Regions from separate parts of the Hordeum vulgare genome. Here region 2 is linked to region 1. The links are chromatin contacts, called in public Hi-C maps. All regions are on one chromosome and are shown on one strand. Each heading gives the region's core, a stretch centred on a gene start, on an enhancer-like site or on the middle of the called end of the contact. The rest is flanking DNA. Distances are from core to core; before and after follow the strand shown.

Region 1 (3,042 bases), core at 163-2,662:
GAGGTGTTTGTGATGACTTCGTCAATCTTATGATGATATGCAGGTTTAGTCTCTCAAAGATGCTTGTAGGGATAGTAGGATAAGTATGTGTTCGTAAAAATAAGTGCATATATGCACGATCTATATTAATGCCTGCATCCATATCGTGTTGTTGAGAAAAAGCTGTGCGGACACACATGCATGGCTCACCATGTGCCATTGGTAAGCTTTTCCGCATGTGATCCCTTTCCCTTGGCTTTTCCCGATTCCGGGCTAGAAAACACGCGCACGCGCACGCGAGTACACATGTTTGCACAACCGAATCCTTAGCTTGATCGATCGATGGTTGGCCAGCCAGCCAGCCAGCCCGATGCGGCCTCCCTAGGCAAACTGAAAATTAAACAATCACTAACTACTAACCCCAGCTTCTTCATGCGTAAGCTGGTACGTACGTAATATCCGTCACAATTGCAGGCTTTTCTTCTTATTACTACAAGTTTTATTATGGTTAAGCAAGCACGCACAGGGAGACATGCATGTTTTGTTAATAATTCCTTAGGTCATACGCATGACCAGACCAATCAAACCCTTGTTTCTACTGGTGTCCTGCTGAGTGCTGACCCAAGTCTCCAACTCCAAGGGAAGGAACAAACACGGGTGTTACTTTGCGACGCACGGGAGCTGACCTAAGATGGGGACGTGCAAACCACCCTACATTACCACGGCACATTGCTCGCTAGCTTAATTAATCAGCTGTATATACCTGCTAGCTGCGCTTCATGCATCCTGATTACGAGTACTGACCTCTTAATGTATACCTACGTGCTTCGCAAATTCTGCAGTCTAATTGACTACTTATAAAGCTGATCTGAATTGATCGAGACATGATCGATAATCCAGTTAATCAAGAGTTACGGCATGTGCTTAGACGTGCTGCGTCCGTACGTGCGACTGAATTTTGCCGGGTTAACCGGTGCAAATCAAGAGATGGAATGGAAGCATCTAGTATGAGCTATGAAAGCAGCAATGTTAATGGTTTCGCGTTAGCATATGTGCAAGTGGGTTGGCGCGGGGCGGGGTCGGCGGGCGTGCGTACCAGGACGCCGTAGGCGAAGCCCTCGATGACGTTCTGGACGACGGTGACGGCGGCGAGCTCGACCTCGCCGATGTGGCCCGCGAAGCCGACGGTGACGAAGCCGATGGAGAACTGGAAGACGGCGGTGAGGATGGCCGGGAACGCGATGTGCCACAGCAGCCTCGACTCCTGCCAGCTCTTGCCCACCATCTTCCCCATCAACAAACAATCTGATCGGTCCGGCCACCGGTAGATCAGGCCAGGCCAGCTAGCTAGTGTGTTTTGTGGCGTGCGCTCTTGAGTTGAGCAGAGGAGGAAGACGGATGGATGTGAGAGAGGAGTCGCAGAGTTATTTATAGGCTTCTTCCAGAGCCCGGGCATATTCCGTGCCCATGCCTTCAAAGCCTGCTTTATTATCTCCGCCGATGCTACCGCGTCTGCGTCTGCACACATGAGAGTACACAATACACACACAGATGTGGCTAGCTACGCTCCTACTTTACTTAGTAGCTATTGATCGGCTGTTAATGCGTCGATTGTTTGACGGAGCACAGGTTCCGGTCCGGGTTGTGGGTGGAGCGATGTGGATTGGGATGGGACGTGGGTACACGGCAACCGGTGTTGTTGACTTGCTCTGATTTTCAGGGGATTCCCATCAATCATGGGATCATGACCGGCGTGTTCAACAGCTAGCGGAAAAGATTTGTGTCGATAGCAGCATCGAGCGTGTTCTAGCTGCTGCTAGCCTGCAGTGTTTGGTGGGGAGTGCGTAGGTAGATTGGTGGAAACTTGAAACCGGTGCTGCCCGGAATAGCATGCGCTAGCCTATATATTTGGTGCGTTTCTTAAAGTTGACACCGCGCTAATTAACCAATGTTTGTTGTAGAAAAAAAAGGAGAGTTTCTTATTTTCTTTTGGACTTTGCTGATCATAGCTTATGCTTAGGCCCTGTTTGGAACCATAATAGATTATAATAATCTAGATTATGAAGATAGATTATATAATCTGCTGGTTTATAAATATAATCTAGGTGGGCATGTTTGGAGGCCAGATTATATAAACTGTAATCCAGGCTTTACAGCGCATAATGACCTGTGTGCCTTCTATTTTGTTTTTAAAAAGAGGAGGGTGGCGGTGACAGGAATGTAATTATCTCCAACTTTACAAGGGTAATAGGTCATTAGCAATTCATAATCTGATTTTAGCTGGGGTAGAGTAGATTATTAGTTTTTAATAATCTGTCCATCTAGTTTTTATAACCTACACCATAATCTGTCCTGTTTGGAAACATAATAGATTATAAAAACTGGATTATACAATCTAAGTGGTTCCAAACAGGGCCTTAGCAGGAGGATTTAAACTCGGAAGTTTGGGGCACGCGCTATCGTGATCATGGGAAAGTTGCATTAATTTCGAATGACTTCGATTACTTCATGGAGCTCGATGAAATTCGGAGAATGTAAGTTGTTGTGCTTATAAGTTGGACCTAACTAACATTTTGTTTTGGATGTCTTTATTGAGTCCATTATCATTTTAAAAGTATTCAAAAATATAAGATATTTCATAAAGTTAAAGTTTCTCATTTTAATAGATCTTTGATGCACTTTAATTGCATTCATTGTTAAATAAATCATATTTAAAGGGTTGTCCATCCAAAATTCTTTTACATTTACACAGAAACTTTTCAGAAGCTCTGAAGAGAATTTATTTCAGCATTCCTTTTCGAATACATATTCCGAGGTTTTAAATTATCCTCATTTGACATGCACCCATGTCTGGTTTTGAACTCTTATGTCATTTCATTTTGGGGGCAAATCCCTACGTTTATGGATTGCAAAATTTTGGAACAAACCTAGACATGTGGATTTGGGAGATAGAGACGACCCCATCAATGCATCTACAAAGTGAGAGTTACTAGAAAGAGAAGGAAAAAAAGACGGATGTGAGCCAAACACGGTTGTTAGGGTTGAATAAGATTGAACCGAGGA
Region 2 (3,042 bases), core at 162-2,661, 150 kb before region 1:
TCCATGGCTCACACGGGGAACTCCGAGGTTATGGCGCGACAACGGCGACTCCTTATGGCCAGATAGAGGCGCCTAACCCTTGCTCCCCTCATCTTATCCCCTCCTCCGGCAGGAACTCATCATCTGGTGAGATCCCCTCCCCATGCCTCCAACCGTGTGCCAAGCACCGGCAAGAAATTTTGTTTTGTGAGAATTTGTTTGTTGATGAATGAATGTATTGAATGTAAGATTGCATTGTTGTAGAGAGAGAGAATGGAACACCACCTTCAGTTTGTCATCTCATCCCACATTCTCTACCCCATGGTGAAATAAGATAACAGTCCCTTGATCAATTCACGTAGCCTCTTTGTTTTGCTTTGCTTGTCCCGCTCAATTTCTCATCATGGTGGAATTAACAATGGATGGGTTGATTTCTCAACAAAATAGGATAGGACTGACTACATTAGTTAGTTAGCTTATTATTTTAATAAACCAAAATGATTATAAAAGATTAAAAGCGTGTGGTATTTTTTTCTCCCGTTGCAACGCACGGACCCTTTTGCTAGTAAACTTATCATGTCCCTAAGTCGTTGAAAATCATTTCTTGTCCAAACTTTTTATACGAATATAATACTTGATGATGTTTGATTCCAAAAAAGTTTTATATTTTTGTGATTTTTTTTTGAATTACCAGTTTTTTTGGCGCATATAGGGTGCACGGGTACCGAGAGCATCGAATTCCCATCCCCATATATATATATACTATTCACAATACTAAAGTTTCAGTCTTCATCTTGCAGTAGTCCATCTGATTTAACTTCATTGAGGGCGCTACTGATTTTACTGCGAAACCTGTTCTGACATGCATTTCTGTTGCTTTGAAAATCGAAATTAACCGGACAAGATACCCCCCCCCCCCCCCCAAAAAAAACAGTGCAATGCATTTCTGCTCATTTTTAATATACGCGAGATAAAACGAGAGCGATATCGCTTTCACAAGGCGGTTGTTTTTCCTGCCTACATACCTACCTCCTGATCAGTGATGCACAAGGCTCCCATGGTGAAACTTCAGCAGCACAGCAAGTCCAGCATGTTCCCCAATTGAACTCCTCCATCAGAGAACTCATGGTCAACCAAGTTAGCTGCTAAGCAAAACTGTGGCCCTGATTGTCTCCAAGCATCATTATTTGGCAGCAATTCCGCTGGTCCTCTTTATGTGCCTGGTCTATTTCACATGTGCGCTCTTTGTGGAGTGCAGCAGCAGCCCTTGCAACGATGCGACGGCAAGCGCGATCTTGTTGTCGCATCAAAGATATCCAGCACCTAACTACCCAATCCATGTTAACCAAGTGGTTGGTCCTCGGCATTCCACTTGTCTTTTTCTCTCCACTGCCATGTTGAAACTTGCACAATAATTGCTGACCAGGAAAACGTGATGACCAGAAGCATCTCAAAATCTAATCAATTTGGTTTCCGCGAAGAAACGTCGAACTTTCGGAACAGATCTTGTATAAAAAGTCCCCTTTTGTAATCTTCTTCTTGTAAGATAATTGGAAGAGAAGGGCTCAGCCAACATAGACATGGGCAACTGCAGCAGCTTCAGATGGTCAGTATTATATTATCCGTTTGAGATAACAAAAGTTATATACATGTCCAGTCTTATTAAAAGTTTCTTTCCATGTGATTGATGCATGTATATACTAATGGGATCGCAGGAGATTCAGTGAGCTGAACAGCAATGGCATGGTTTCCATTGAAGAGGATGGAACTCATGAAGGCATCAAGACGATCCGGATTCAGAAAGCCTGTGAGTTCACCACCGGCTCTGTGCTCTGTGTCTGCATTATCACATGGAACATGAACGGCAAGGTGCGTCGTATTCTTGGCTGTGTTCTTCTTGATGGCTCAATCATATTCCTTTGGTTTAATATCTGTTTTTTTTAAGATGTCTGTGGAGGACATAAGGAAGCTGGTGAGCTCCAACAGGAAGTTCGACTTGCTGGTCGTTGGGCTGCAAGAAGTCCCGAAATGCGGCGTCGAACAAGTTCTGCAAGAAGCCATGGCTGATACACACATGTGAGGAATCTTCAAGGCGAACCTTTTCTTTTATGAACATTCTGAATGTTTTCACCATATTCTGGAACACATCAATGGTTGCCGAAATTTCAGCTTGTTATGCCAGAAGGCCATGCAGTCGATTCAGATGTTCCTTTTCGGGGCAAAGAGTTCAGAAGCGTACATCAAAGGTGATCTTGTTATTATATAGTTGAGTATTCTTGATGTTGAAAGAGCACTTCTAATCTGATTGAATAAGTTATGTTTAAATTCTGAATTTGGACAGAAATGAAGGTAGATGAACACGCAGTTGGAGGCTGCGGTGGCGTAATTGGGAGGAAGAAAGGAGCTGTGGCCATGTATGTAAACTTCAGCGGGATCCAGATGGTATTTGTGTCCTGCCATCTTGCAGGTTGATTTACAACTTCCGGTCAACCCATTTCTTATTAGTATCACTAATATTGTGGGGTGTTATAACCTCAGTGCAAATACTGAAAGCAACAATAATTCAGTAATTTAACTGTTGTCTTCAAAATGTTGTTACAAATAACTAACAAGGTGTCTTACTAAAGTGTAGCCCATGAACGCAAGGTGGAGAAGAGGAACTCTGAATGCCGGCATATTTCGCACTCGCTGTTCTCCAAGAATGACATACACTACGCCAAATCTGCAGACATAACAGTTTGGCTTGGTGACTTGAATTACAGATTAGAAGGAATAAGTTCGTTACCAGCAAGGAAGATGATCGAGGAGAATCGTCAAAGTGTAAGTGTATACCAGCATGGAACTATTTATATTTTACATGACATAAATGCCTGATATATATGCGCTGTTTCAGAAGCTAAGAGACAGAGACCAGCTGCTGCAAGAAGCCGAGAAGGGTCAAGTGTTCAATGGGTACTGTGAAGGGACCTTGTCTTTTAAGCCAACATACAAATATAATGTCGGAAGTAGCAACTACGATTCAAGTTACAAGGTACCTTCAATTAATATCATGTTAGGATGTCA

What was found. A called contact is a pair of places that touch in the nucleus more often than the background predicts.
Region 2: a contact with region 1 is called in a Hi-C map of leaf, with 6 times the contacts expected there. The contact joins the promoter of LOC123447734 here to the promoter of LOC123447730 in region 1. A contact is called at or near these places in 3 of 6 Hi-C or Micro-C datasets (all in leaf) and 1 of 1 datasets of contacts at active chromatin or transcription factors (embryo).

What each region holds. Positions count from the first base shown.
Region 1 is chr4H:32,388,316-32,391,357 of MorexV3_pseudomolecules_assembly, reverse strand. LOC123447730 (protein DETOXIFICATION 29-like) reads right to left here and starts at 1,412. Exons shown (of 8, transcript XM_045124373.1): 1 at 1,076-1,412. The coding sequence starts at 1,273.
Region 2 is chr4H:32,534,705-32,537,746 of MorexV3_pseudomolecules_assembly, reverse strand. It overlaps LOC123447734 (type IV inositol polyphosphate 5-phosphatase 11), which reads left to right and starts at 1,411. Exons shown (of 8, transcript XM_045124380.1): 1 at 1,411-1,585; 2 at 1,695-1,848; 3 at 1,925-2,055; 4 at 2,149-2,225; 5 at 2,321-2,446; 6 at 2,612-2,799; 7 at 2,876-3,010. The coding sequence starts at 1,560.